Linked DNA regions of Ovis canadensis: region 1 is linked to region 2. A link is a contact called in public Hi-C data. All regions are on one chromosome and are shown on one strand. The core of a region is the stretch at or near the end of the contact, and the rest is flanking DNA. Distances in the headings are between cores, read along the strand shown.

What was found. A called contact is a pair of places that touch in the nucleus more often than the background predicts.
Region 1: a Hi-C map of fibroblasts shows a contact between it and region 2, with 10 times the contacts expected there. The contact joins the promoter of ADAMTS16 here to the promoter of ICE1 in region 2. A contact is called at or near these places in 2 of 2 Hi-C or Micro-C datasets (fibroblasts and lung).

What each region holds. Positions count from the first base shown.
Region 1 is chr16:81,297,618-81,305,017 of ARS-UI_OviCan_v2, forward strand. It overlaps ADAMTS16 (ADAM metallopeptidase with thrombospondin type 1 motif 16), which reads right to left and starts at 3,021. Exons shown (of 23, transcript XM_069556383.1): 1 at 2,559-3,021; 2 at 2,357-2,459. The coding sequence starts at 2,678.
Region 2 is chr16:81,019,970-81,027,080 of ARS-UI_OviCan_v2, forward strand. It overlaps ICE1 (interactor of little elongation complex ELL subunit 1), which reads right to left and starts at 1,970. Exons shown (of 19, transcript XM_069556168.1): 1 at 1,647-1,970. The coding sequence starts at 1,730.

The DNA of each region.
Region 1 (7,400 bases), core at 1,771-4,270, 280 kb after region 2:
TTGATCTCCATGAACTTATCTACTGTTGCTCACAGAATATATGGAGTTCTCTTTCTAACTGCATAATTACCCCAGACACCCAGCAACATTGTCTATAGAGGTTAAAATATGTGTTAAACAAGCCTTTTGGCCAAAAGAGTTACTTCAAAGCCAGCTGTGGGTTTTGAAAGAAAAAAGTGTTAATCACTCAGTCATGCCGGACTCTTTGCGAAGCCATGGACTGTAGCCTGTCAGGCTCCTCCATCCATGGGATTCTCCAGGCAGATACTGGAGTGGGTTGCCATTCCGTTCTCCAGGGCATCTTTCCGACCCAGGGATCAAACCCGGGTCTCCTGCATTGCAGGCGGATTCGTTACGATCTGAGCCTCCAGGTTTTGAAGGCATCCCCAGACATCTAGCAGTCAGCTAACCCCAGCATCACACAAAGTCAAAAGAGGTCACTGCTGAGCACAAGCAGTCTCTCTCTGGTCCTGTGGGGGCTCTCCACTGAAACTCACTCTCTCAAGTCAGCCATCTGTAACTGTGGGCCTGAAACACCTCCACAGCGGGAGTGAGGGGGCGGCGCGTCCCCTGGCTACAACCTCACTGACGGTGGCACCCACCTTCCCCGTGAAGTTCTAACCAAGCCAGCCAACTGGTTCTTTCCGGAACTCTGCGGTTTGTGACCCCAGCTGAGGAGTTAGGCGATCAGAGCCACGTGCCCGCCAGGCTGGAGTCCAGTTCACAGGACGCTCCTCCGGGGAGAAGGGCACACTTGGGCAAGATGTCTTGGGTTCTCCTCCTGGAGGTGATTCTCTGTCTCTAAAGCTCTTACCTCCCAGAAAACCCCATAAATGTTAGGAAACACTGAAAATTCTTCTGAGGCCTTCAGGAGTTCTCATGATTCTAGAAAGCTAGAATTTTCAAAAAATCTTACTTTTTAAGTGGGAAAAAGACAATTAACTACAGTATAAGTCATTACATACTAGAATGAAACGTAAGAGAAACACTGAAGACAAGGGCAAGCCCAAAAAGGTGAGCTTGAAATAACTCTTTGGCAAATACAGGGAAAACGTTTTCTATTCTTTACCTCTAGCGCCCTCTGGTGGATTCGGAAGAGGTCCTACGTTCCCGCATTTCATTTATCACTTCCCAGGCTCTTACAGGAGGAATCTCAATAATTGACGCATATAATTCAATGATTGCCTTTAGGAGTTTTGTTAAGAAGCTACATTCAGTTGTTCTGAATTATTAACTCATTTTTTGAGGTTTACTGAAAAAATATGATGGGGTAATCAAACCTGATTCTTCCTCTATAAGTCACTAACAACATTTGAGATGGCAATTTCTTCTTGGAATCGATGCAAAGTATTCGTATTTAGCAACTGCCAATGGACTGGGTTCAGATGAAAAGCCAGCTAGCAACTGAAATTAAACGCCTGCTTTCTCAGCGACGCTAAAGCAGGTCAGGACAGGGAGGTCTCTCCCCCTGACACATGGAATAATAAATGCCGCTTGTGAGGAGAGAAAATATAACCACACACTGCACAAAGTTCTGACCTGCTTTTCTGTCACAGCAAGGCACTGGACTTGGACATTGCTCTTATGAAGTCACAAGACACTGATTACCCATTCCGCCAGCTCTCCAGGAGCATCCCTTTCGATGCCAAGGTAGCTACAGAGCAAAACAGCTGTCTTTTTGTCTTCTGCTCTGGCTTCCCAGGGGGCTCAGTGGTAAAGAATCCACCTGCCCATGCCGGAGACCTGAGCTTCATCCCTGGGTCGGGAAGATCCCCTGGAGAAGGCAATGGCAACCCACTCCAGTATTCTTGCCTGGAGAATCCCATGGACAGAGGAGCCTGGCGGGCTACAGTCCACCAGGGGCAAAGAGTCGGACACGACTGAGCAGGCAGGCAGGCAGGGTATATGCCCAGTAGAGGGACTACTGGGTCCCATGGTGGTTCTAGTTCCTAGGTTCCTGGCAGTGAAGGGTGTTCGCCGTAAAAGGCCGGAAAGGGACAGGTGAAGGAGGGGACGAGGGGATGAAAGGCGCTATAAGCTTTGCAATCGCTTTGGTGTCTGCCTTAATATAACTCCTAGGTTATTCCTCTCTTCTATTTCATCCAAATACATTCCATTGCTTTCTTCCCTAATGCTTATGGTAATAACGCTGGTAAATCGCATCTGTTTTACTGGGAAATGATATGAATATTGCTGAAAGTTGACTCAGCGGTGCTCGCTGGCGAAGCGCCGCAGCGTCTTATAGGGAATTCCCTGAGTTAGGAACCTTCGCAGCGTTTTGTAAACCAGCTTTGGAGTTTACAAGCTGCTCCCCGGAAAAGGTTCGAACCACCCCTCCCGCCCCGCGCGGACTTACCGCCCTCTTCCCCCGAGCCCGGCCACTCCGCGGGGCCAGGAGGACGCCGGACGCTCGGGCTCCCCGGCGAGGCCGCTGCGGGTCCCACGGCGCAAGCAGGTGCCTGCGGGAAAACAGCGTCGAGACCTCGGTGAGACCCGGCTGCGCGAGGGGGGCTCCAGGGAACGCCGCCCCCGCCGTCGGGACCCACCTGCGCACCCACCTGCGCCAGCAGCAGCACCCAGAGCGCCGCGCGGCCGAGGACCCGCATGGCCCGGCCGCCTAGCGCGCCCCGCGCCCGTCGCCCGCGCTGCGCCGCCGCGGGGAGAACGCACGGCTCCATCCAGGGGAGCTCGGAGGGGCCCGGGGCCGCGGGAGGCTCCCCAGCCCGGCAGCCCTGCGAAGCGGGCACCGAGGACCAGCCCGGCCGGCGCGCAGCACGGTGTCCCGCGGCGGATGCGCCGCCCGCGCCGGGGTTATTACTGCGGCTCCGCGGCGCGCGGGGGGCGGAGTGGCGGCCGCGGGGGCGGCGGGGGCGGCGGCGGAGCGCCCGCCCGCACCGTGGGAGAGACGGGGAGGGCAGGCGAGGGGAGGGGACGGGGAGAGGCAGGAGAGAGGGCGGCGGGGTGGGGCGCGAGCAGAGGAGGACCCGGGAGAAGCCGCGCGCTCCCGGGCTCGCAGTCGGCGCGCCTGGCCGGCCGTCCCGTGGGCACGCGGGTGGCCGGGCCGGGGGGACCCGGGGCGGGGGCGGTGAGCCGCTTGGGGCCGCCCGCCCCGAGCGCTCCGGCCCGCAGTCCGCGACTGGACAAGGCTCGCACCGCGCGGCGCGGCGCCCCGGCGCTCCCGGGTCCCCACTCCCGAGAGCCAGGCTTGCGCATCCAGAGGCCGACACCTGCCGCCCGCCGGCATGCGGCGGGACTGCGCCCGCTGGCCCTGCCCTTTCGCCCGGGGGAGGCGGGGTGTGAAACAGGAGTGCCCAGACCTTCTGGCAGATGCGCGCGTCGGAGAGCTGAGGACGCAACGGGCGTCGCCCGCCAGCTCGGGAGGCGCTGCGGGTGGGGGAAGCTCCGGCCTCCGTCCCATCGGCCCTGGGACGTGTGGGCGCTCCGGGCTCCAGCGGTCCTGGCCGCCGCGGCCTGGCCTTGCTCTGAGCGCGCCTGTCCCAGCGCCGCTGGGGCCCTAGTGCAGCCGATAGGGGAGGCTTTGGCTTCGCGGGTGGGTGCGGACCCGGGCCAGTTCCTGCGCCGCTGTGCCAGTCGCGCTAGGAGGCTGAGGACGCGCGGCCACCCGCCCGCCTACCAGCCCAGCCCGGGTTCTGCACCTGTTGATGGCCCTGTGTGTGAGCGCTCGTGCGTGCGTTTGAACGTGAGCGCGCGGACCCGCGCTAGGTGTACGTGAGTGTGTATTAGTGGCGGTCTCTGTGTCCTCCCCCCGCGTCCACCGCCGTGCCTGTGTGCGCGCTGGCGCCTGAGCGCACCGGGTTCTCCAGCGTGTGTCCTGCCGGTGGCCACTCCGTTCCACTCACTGCTCCTTGGCCTGCTAGACCCCTTACCTCCTGGAGGTCTCCGGAGTCTGGGCTCCGGCTTCGTGGTCCCAGTGCCCCGCACATTCAGTTAAGCCCGTCTTGGCCGGTTTTTGCACATTTTGGAGAGGAAGTTGAGGAAGTTGGTGGCAGTGGTCTCTGGACCCCCTTCGCCTGGCTCGCCCTGAGCCCGTGGGTGCCTCTGATTTCTGGCAGCTCGGCCGTGCAGGCTTGCTGGGCAGACACGGAGCACCCTCAGGCTGTGAAGGGCAGACTCCGTCTTCATCTCTCGCTCTCTTTCTCATATTTATTTATTTGAAAACTCTGCAGAAGTGGGAGAAATTTTACAAAAAGTGCATTGGGAAGTGGGCTTAAGCCCCTCCCCACCCCTCCCCCACGAAGTTCCTAACTGGTGTCTGCCCCCCGGGTGTGCCCATAGCCGGTCTGCCAGGGGCTCACTGGAGGCTGGCCAAGGTTCTGCAGGAGGCAGAGCGTCCCTTTGTCCTGAGGACTGGGCATTGCATGCTTGGTAAACGGAGGATCTCTAGTTATCGCTAATTGCGTGGAAGGTAACTTGCAAGGGCATCAGGTTTTCCAAGGCTAGCGACCATCACAGCGGCACACCCACGGCTCTCTTTCTGCAAGTTCATCGGATGGAATGAAAGAAGAATGGTCGGTAAAAAGGGTCCACTTTTGGAATTCTTTTATTCCCCTTTTGGAATACAACCAAAATCAATCTTTCCATCGTTAAGAAGCTATATCCTCTACAATGATGAAGGTTTTCCAGGTGTTTTAGCCCCTCATTGAATCTGGTGCTCATCCTAGATGACATAGATAAAGGGTCCACTGCAGCCTGGGGGCGAGGTTGGGGGTTGAGATGAAGGAAGTGGATGGGCTAGGTACAGGAGGGACACAGGAGACGGTGGAGCCCGTTTGTGACTTATAATAAGATACGTGTGTTTGGTCTCCAATTCCTGGCACAGAGCGCTCCGAATTTGGAATTTCCTGAGTACTGAGAGAAAGAAAAGTAGCTTTTATTACGTTAATGTGCTGGCTTTGCACCCAATGGGAGACCAGTTGCCCAGGGACCTACTCCTGTAGGTGTGCTTTGCTCACTTGCTCAGTGGCTTCTGACTCTCTGCGACCCCTTGGACTATAACCTGCCAGAAGCTGCCATAATTCCAAGAACTGGCCTCAAAGCAATGGGAACCAACGCACCCTGGAACTGAAAATTAACTGGACTTAAAACAATGAAGATGATGCTGATGAGACCACTGATGACCAATTTCTTGATGACTGTCAGAGTTGACTGAGCTGTTTTTGTGTATAGTCCCCTTCTGTCCAGGAAATCTCTTGCCCCACTGGTTGCTAGGGATGGGGGGGGGGGGGAAGTGGTCAGCCTGCGGACAGACGTTCACCCCGCCCCACCCCCAGTTGCCCACATCAGAAATAAAGCAAACTTTCCTTTCCACCAACCTGGCCTGTTTATTGGCTTTGGGGCGACGAGGCGCCAGACCCCACCATATACCTCTCGGCATCATGACTGGTAAACGCTGGTTGTCTTGCCCGTCCAGGTGGGTGTCCTGTGTTTGGTCGTCCTGTATGTAACCCTGGGGCAGTGGTCCCCCTCAGGACGGGAGAGAAGGGGAGGTGAGGAAGCACACGTGTGCAGACTTCCTTTTCAGGTTTTGTTTTCTGGGCATTGGCAACTTTGTAAAATGAACTGCAAAGACTTCCAAGTGATTTCTTTGCTTTGGAATATTTCCAACAAGTGGCAGTTATCTGGGCCTCCCCAGTATGCCAGATCATGCTAGAACATTAGCCTTTTCATTCCCTGGGTTTTGCTCCTGCCAGTTTTTTTCCATCTCTGCCTCTGGAATTCATGTGCCCTATTTGGGCTTTCCAGGTGGCGCCAGAGGCAAAGAGCCTACCTGTCAGTGTAGGAGGCATAGGAGATGCAGGTTTGATCCCTGGGTGGGGAAGATCTGCCGGAGGAGGGCATGCAACCCTCTCCAGTATTCTTGCCTGGAGAATCCCAAGGACAGAGGAGCCTGGGGGGCTACAGTCCATGGGGTCACGGAGTCGGACATGACTGAGCAACTGAGCATAGCACAGTGTTTAGCGTTAAGATAGGTCAGTATAGAGTTTAGATAACTGCTGATGTTACAAGATAACAAAAACCATTACTGAAAAATAAAAGGTTTATTTGTATGTATGTCTAAGTAAGGTTGATAAAAATTCTGCTCTGCGGGTGAGATGACTATACTGTCACATACACTGCTTTCTTTGTAACTGAATTTCAGGGAATTAAGCTAAAATCCTGAAAAGGTGAAAGTAAATACTGGTGATAAAAATAATAAGATACATGGGAAATGAAAAGTAAAGACATTTTTAGTATTTAGAAAAGTAAAGAGGTTTTGAATATTTAGAGATCAGCAACAGAAAAATGAAAATCAGGCATAGGTCTGACAACCGAAGATATAAAAAAAATCAGTACACATGATAAATTAAATTTGCTTCTTATAAAACAAGATCTTAGATTTTGTTATGGAAGTAAAACTCAGTCATATACTCGTAAATGTACACATGTACTGCAAAAGAAAACTGAAGGACTGAATGAAGTGTTATTTTCATATTAAATTATTTATCAGGTAAAATGGAGAATGCCAAGATAAGATGCTAGATCTGTTTCCTATCCTATAGGAGGCTTCATTTTCCCATCTGTGTAATGGACATGATTAAAACAGAAACTACTCCAAAAGGTTAGTATGAGGACAGAATAAGTGAGTGTTTACAGAGAAGTTAGAACAATGCCTGGAATGTGAAAACTGATATGTAAACTTAAGAGCACTTTAACTTAAATGCATTTTAGTGCATGTGAATGAAAAGTAATCCATATTATTTTAAAAAATAGAACACATGAGGAAAAAATCAGTTGGCAGAATCAGACGAGTATAGAGCAGATTCAACATGAGCATCAACATTCCCCTTGCTCCAACCGTTGCGTCCAAGCCCAGTTGATTTACACGGGAAATAGTTGCAGTGATCCTTCCAGAATAAAAGATTGCATCTCTTGAACAGAGTTCAGCATTTCTGCAGCCCTAAGACCAAGAATTGCACGGCAAATCTGATGTGGCAAATTGGATTCCTTTTTCCCATATCACGTCTCATTTGTGAAGACTTGGATAACTGGAAAAAACTGCCCATCTGACTCACACAAACTATGGGGAAAGAGAACCCAGTCTTTCTCTTTGCTAAAGGATCTGGGGAAAGTCTGGATAGTTCTCAGAGATGAAGAATGCCATCTGTAATGTTGTGAACACCACAGTTTGTGTTTAACTTAATGCCCTGGGCAAGAGTCAAATGGGAAACCATGTCTTGGACAACTAATTAACATCATGACTCTGATTGAGCAATTTTAGTTCAGCTGTCTCATTCTATCTTCATGAGATGAAAAAAAAAACAAAACAACAAGTTCTCAAGCTATAACATTTCAAATCAGTAACCACATGACGCTATGTTACAGATCTCTGTCTGTATCAG
Region 2 (7,111 bases), core at 720-3,219:
ATGCTGTTAGAAAAACAAAGCCCCAAACCCTCAGCTTCTCTGATGGCCTCGGGGCCTACACTCCTTCCTGCCTTCACAGAGCTCTGCCTCTGCCCCAGCCGGAGCTCCTCCGGTTCCTCAGATGCCTCGCTCCTTTTCACCCCCAAACCCGATCACCTGTCAAACCTTCTACCTAGGAAGCTCCTCCACACCTATCCAGTCTGCTTCTCACCATTCACGTGTCCGAATGTCACCAGCTCAAGAGCAACCTGCCCTCCCGGCAGCCCCCAGCGGAGAAAACACCACCACTCCAACTCCTCCCTTATTTTCCTAACACTTCAAGCCTTCTGAAGTCTCACGTTCACACACACAGCACATCTGCAAGACGCTCTGGTCACCACTGCGTTATTCACCACTATGTCCCTGGTGCCCAGAACACCGGGTACAACAGGAGTAATTCAATTACACATCAGTACCACGCTGGACTACAACCAGAGGCTCTGCCAGCTCAGATGGTAAAAACTCCACCTGCCAAATGGGGGAGCCGCAAATTCGACCCCTGGGTTGGGAAGACCCCCTGGAGAAGGAACTGGCAACCCCCGCCAGCATATTCCTGCCTGGAAAAAAAAAAATCCCATGGACAGAGAGAGGAGCCTGGAGGGCTACACATACAGCCCATGGGTCACAAAGAGCTGGACACGACTGCACACACAGGCACAGACGGAGCACAGCGCTACTTTACCACCGAAAAACACTGATGACAGAAGCAAAAAGAGAGACTCCTGACATCAGATGGCTGCGAGAAGTCCAGCTGGGGAGGGGCACTCCTCAGGGCCTGAGGCCGACGCTGGCAGCGGCTCCTCTTCTGCCGGGGGCGCGCACACTCCATGCTACACTTCAGAGACCTGCAGCGTCCACGTGCCTTCGGGGGACGAATGACCCTCCTGGCCAACCCGCAGGCCACATGAGCACCCGCCCCCACCACCCCCACAAGCAAGAAATACGGAAGGACTGGCCAGCACAGTAAAAAAACAACCACCTTCTCCTGGGAGAGATTAGCTTTCCTCGGCATTCTGACCACCACTCATCTCCCTCGGAGTCAGCCTTGGGGGAAACACCGGGATTGGAGAAGGGAACCCCGGGGGGCCCCCCCACCCCTCCACCAGCGCTGCACCTAGGAAATGAATCCCAGATTCCAAGCCTGAAGAACGCAGCGAAAAGTCACTAAAACATGCTCAACTCTTGCAAGCCCATGGACTGTAGCCTGCCAGGCTCCTATGTCCATGGGATTCTCCAGGCCAGAATACTGTAATGGGTAGCCTTTCCCTTCTCCAGGGGATCTTCCCGACCCAGGGATCGAACCCTGGTCTCCCGCATTGCGGGCGGATTCTTTACCAGCTGAGCCACCAGCGCAGTCCAAGAATACTGGAGTGGGTAGCCTTTCCCTCCTCCAGGGGATCTTCCCGACCCAGGAATCGAACCAGGGTCTCTCCCTGCATTGCAGGCGGATTCTTCACCAGCTGAGCCACCAGAGAAGCCCTAGCCTTTCCCAAAACGGGGAGGGGGAGGGGGGCTTCCGCCCGAGGCCCACCCCCACCCCCGCCCCGCGCCCCGCACGGCCAGGCCCAGCCCCTCCGCGCCCTCGGCCTGAGGGGCAGACGCCTCACCTGCTGCAGAGAGGCGCAGCCCTGACAGCGCGAGAGGTCCGCCGCCGTCCCCGGCGCCGCCGAATGGGTCTCGCCCGGCATCATGGTGCCGCCGCCGGGCCCGCAGAGCCCGCGCGCCTCAGGGGCCGGCGGCCTCGGCCCCGTCCTGCCTCTGCTGACGCCGCCGGGGCCGCCTGGCCCTCCCGGGCCGCTTCCCGCCGGGTCCGGGCGGGTCCATCCGTGCACCGAGGTCCCCGTGGAGCCGGGCGAACGGCTCTCCGAGCCAGAGCCACCTCAGGCGCTGCAGACAGAAACGGTACACCCGGCGCGGCCCCCCGAGCGTGCGACGCCTCCGAGCCAGGACCCCGCCCCGCCCCGGCTCGCCCCGCCCCCACGCCGCGGCGCGGGGCTGCCCGCCGCGCCGCCTGAGGGAAAACGGGGCGCGGGGCTGCGCCGCGGCGGCGGGGACACACGCCCCGAGGAAACAGCGCAGGGCGGAGAGGCGTCGGACGGGCCCCCTCTTCCGCCGTGTAGCGTTTAGTCTTCCTTTGCCGGCTTGCTGTGTAGACGGCTTTCGATAGACACCTAAAACCTTCGCCGAGGGGGAGGTGACCTGAGGTGACGTCACTGCAGGCGCCTCCCGGCGCTGAAGGACCCCGCACGCTGACGGGCCGGTGCGCAAGTTTTAACTGGAGCGGCGCGCTCCGTCAGAGTGCGACCGGGCCCAGGCGGAGACCCGAGGACTACGTCTCCCGGCGGCCCCCGCGCGCCGGGCGGACCCCAAGCAGTTCTTCCTGCCGCCGCGGGCGCCCCTGAGGGGGCGGTTCGCCTAGTTAGACGTTGTCGTCGTCGCCGCTGACCAGCCCTTCTTCCCAGACGTCTCTCTTCTCACAGCTCCCCCCCGCCTTCCGTGTCCACTTGCCGTCCGGCCCCGCGCTCCTCGGCCTCTTCCTCACCCCCACCCCCACTCCGGAAGCCCTGCCAAGCACAGCGCTTGGCCGAATCCTGGGCAGTGGCCGGCTGCTAACAAATGTTATTAAAATATCTTGCAAAGGGAAAAAGAAAATCTTCACTTTACAGCAATTCCCGGATACACCCAAGTCCTCATTCTCTTGTTTGAATCGAAGTTTCCCCCGATATCCGCTGCCACCAGAATCTTTTGGATGATCCCAGCTTGTTGCCATCGGTTACCTTGCTCGGAAGCCTCAGACGTCGCTTCTCGACGTCTGGTTAGGAAGTCCGAATTCTTAGCGTCCCATACAAGAACTGCATGCATTAAGGAGACGTCCCAGGCCCTATCAGCTCCTTTCTAAATCTTCGGATGGAAATTGCAACTGAAAACAGCACCCACACCCACCCACACCCACCCCCCCACCCCCCGCCACTTCCAAGAAAGCAGTCTGTGTTCCTCTCCAAACGCCGGCATCCCTGTCCTTGCTTGTACACGCTCTGCGGTTGAAGCTGGCTGTGAAGTGGAGGGACCAGGTGTCCAGCAGTCGCTTAGATCACCTGCCCTTGGCACTGAAGACACGTCTGTACTCGTCCGAGGGGCTAATGTGGGATGTGCAGAAGACAGGAGTAGGGTTAAAGTGAAAGAAGAAGCGAGAAAGGGGAGAGGAGCCCCTGTGGTCCTGATGACTTTACATGTTCCATGTCTGCCTTCCAACCTCGGACAAACAGGTCTTAACAGTAGCTTCCCTCCCCAAATGTTTCCCCCCACCCCCCTCCCCACCCCACCCCTCCCCAGCCCAGGGTATCTTAGCCAGGGAGGCACCAGCTTATTTATGCTCCAGCGTTGGCTCGCTCTGCACTGTCCACCCGCCTACACGACATCCCTACCCTTGCAGGAACTGGGAACTCGCTGCTGCCTTCCTGTCCCCTGCACCTGCCTGGAACGCCCTTCCTGCCAGCGTGGCATTCTGTAACCCTCCTGTCCTGCCAGGCCGCACGTTTTACCTCCACGACCACAGTGTGTATGTCCTTTTTTGTCTGCTTGTGGTTTCCTTACTATGTCATATCCTAACTTCTTTGTGACCCCATGGACTATAGCCCACCAGGCTCCTCTGTCCACGGGGTTTCCCAGGCAAGAACACTGGAGTGGGTTGCTGTTTCCTTCTCCAGGGGATCTTCCTGACCCAGGGACTGAAACTGTCTCCTGCATTGACAAGCAGATTCTTTATCGCTGAGCCATCAGGGAAGCCCCTTTTTGTTCCTTATCACTAATTTTTTTTTTTATTAATACCACATTTTGACTTGGATAGTGGTGTTCTTTATGTCTTAGAGGTGAGTTTTCCTTTTAAACACTGCAAAGTGCAAAGGCAATGGCTTCCCCACTCCAGTACTTTTGCCTGGAAAATCCCATGGATGGAGGAGCCTGGTAGGCTGCAGTCCATGGGGTCGCTAAGAGTTGGACACAACTGAACGACTTCACTTTCATTTTTCTGTTTCATGCATTGGAGAAGGAAATGGCAACCCATTCCAGTGTTCTTGCCCGGAGAGTCCCAGGGATGGTGGGCTGCCCTCTATGGGGTCACACAGAGTCGGACACGACTGACGCGACTTAGCAGGAGCTTAGCAGCAGCAAGTGCTGTACACAGTAGGTGCTCCGTGGATGGCAGAGTGAGTCAGATTTGCTGCGGCTAATTGAAAGTGAAAAATAATAAGTACTTCCACTCAGAAGTGAAAGTGCATTTGTTCCATCTTCTACCTTTATCATAAGATATTCAAAGGGGGAAGAAAGACAGCAGTCTGTTTTGTGTAATGTAGTGTGGGCAAACTTTCCATAAATGGCCACACAGTAAATATTTTAGGATTTGGGGAGCATACAGGTCTTTACTGCGTATGTCATTTTCTTTGTTTGTTTTTGAGAAACCATCTACAGATGTAAAACTCATTCTTACCTGGCAGGCTGTGCAAAAACAAGTGTAGTTGTAGTTCATAATGGAAATTGGTGTTGGCCGCTGGTTAGGGAGTGCCGGAAACGACATTTTTCCTCTCCTGTAAGAATGGCCACCCCTACTGTGTCATCCTGTAGCCCCTGATGCGCAGAGCCCTCTCCTTGGAGAAGCCCCCGATGCTGGGAAAGATTGAGGGCAGGAGGAGAAGTGGGCAGCAGAGGATGAGATGGTGGGCTGGCATCACTGTCTCAATGGACACAAGTTTGAGCAAACTCTGAGAGATAACTGAAGGACAGGGAAGCCTGGCGTGATACAGTCCATGGGGTCACGAAGAGTCCAAGAGAACTTAGCAACTGAGCGACAGTAACATTGTGTCGTTGTGATGGAGACACACAAGCATATGTCTACATGCAGAAAATGGCAAGCAGTGACTTTGGAACCACACACCTGGCTTTAAACTCTCAAGCAAGTGATGTCTTTGAGCTGCTATTTCCTTACAGAGGAGTAGCTATAATTTAAGGGTAAAATGAAAATGGCAAGGCCAAGCCCATAAGCTCTACCATACAGTGAAGAGGTATTCACAGTTTATTGATGGTGTCATCTAGTTTGGAAAATAGATAATATCTCCATCCAACTCACATAAAAAAAATAATAGAAGAAAAAGGGGGAGGGGGAAGAGGTTTGGTTTGGGTTGGGTTTTTTTTTTTTTTTTTTGCAATTTTTTTAAAATTTTGATCAAGCTTCCAAGGAAAACTGTTTTTCTGTCAGACTGTCCTAAGACCTGGAGGGATGTCTAGATTCTGGTTCTGATTTTGGGGACCCCTGTGCCTGGAGTCCAGGAAGCTATTGAGAGAATCCAACTATAATAATCTCAGTTCTTGCCTCACATCCTCATCATCACCCCCCATATCCTTGGTAGCTTCTCAAAGTTAATGCTTTGAAGAATAACAAAATTTAAAGGTTAATGAAATTGATTATTTAATTTATTAACATGATTCCACTGAATGGCTAATAGATTTTGTCTAGAAGTCAAGGCTTATATCACAAGAACTCAGAATGGAAAGCTGTTTGTTCTTTGGATGTTCTGATATTTTGCTTTATGGAGAGCTATTCTTTCACCTGCTGCCTTTATCCACAAGCAAAATAAACTGTGTTTCTTCCTTCTTTTAAATTCCTGAGAGGCGCGTTACGGAATAGTGTGTAACTCTAGCAGTCTGCAGTTCCGTGGTGTTATCTGATTAAGTTGTGCTAATTTCTGCATCTGTGATGTAATGCTAACATAAGCCCACAAGATGTCTGTCTTTCCCTGTCTCTGGTTTAGACCTAAATGGAGTTTCCAACCATGTTTATGACTTATGGCACCCCACTCCAGTACTCTTGCCTGGAAAATCCCATGGATGGAGGAGCCTGGTGGGCTACAGTCCATGGGGTCGCTAAGAGTTTGACACGACTAAGCGCCTTCACTTTCACTTTTCACTTTCCTGCATTGGAGAAGGAAATGGCAACCCACTCCAGTGTTCTTGCCTGGAGAATCCCAGAGACGGGGAAGCCTGGTGGGCTGCCGTCTGTGGGGTTGCACAGAGTCGGACATGACTCAAGCGACGTAGCGTAGCAGTACTTTGGCCTCCTGATGCAAGGAGGTGACTCAATTGCTGGGAAAGATTGAAGGCAGGAGGAGAAGGGGATGACAGAGGATGAGATGGTTGGATGGCATCAGCGACTCAGTGGACATGAGTTGAGCAAACTCGGGGAGACGGTGAAGGAAGGGTAGCCGTTGTGCAGTCCATGGGGTTGTAGCAAATCAGACATGAACAACAGCAACAATCCCTTCCGGGTGGGGAGCGATGTCTGAGTTTTCCCCAGGGATCAGCGGTGGGCTCCATGCCTTTGCTTCTTTTTTTAAAAAATTATTTATTTATTTGGCAGCATTGGGTCTTAATTGCAGCGCACGAGATCTGTGCTGCATCATGCAGGACCTTTTGTTGCAGGGCAGAGATTCTTTAGTTTTGGTGTGCAGATTTAGTTTGCTTTGCAGCACTTGGGGGTCATAGTTCCCTGACCAGGGATCAAACCTGTGTCCCCTGCATTGTAAGGCAGATTCTTTACCTTTGGACTATCAAGAAGTCTCTTCCCCAGCACTGGGGTCTTTTCCAATGAGTGGGCTCTTCACATCAGGGGGTACAGTATGACACAGCAGGGGTGGCCATTCTAATGGGAGAGGAAAAATGTCGTTTCCAGCATTCCCTAACCAGCGGCCAACACCAGTTTCCATTATGAACTACAACTACACTTGTTTTTGCACAGCCTGCCAGGTAAGAATGAGTTTTACATCTTAAGTCAAGGGGTCTTACCTGAAAGATTGAGTTTACTGAGAAACCTGAAGAACCAGTTTTTGGAAGACACCCTGAGGCTGGGAAAGATTGAAGGCGGGAGGAGGAGGGGACAGAGGACGAGATGGGCTGGACAGGAGTTTGAGCAGTCTCTGGGAGTTGGTGAAGGATTGGGAGCCCTGGCGTGCTGCAGTCCATGGAGTCACAAAGAGTCGGACAGGACTGAGCGACTGAACAACGACCTGGGAGACCAGCTTTT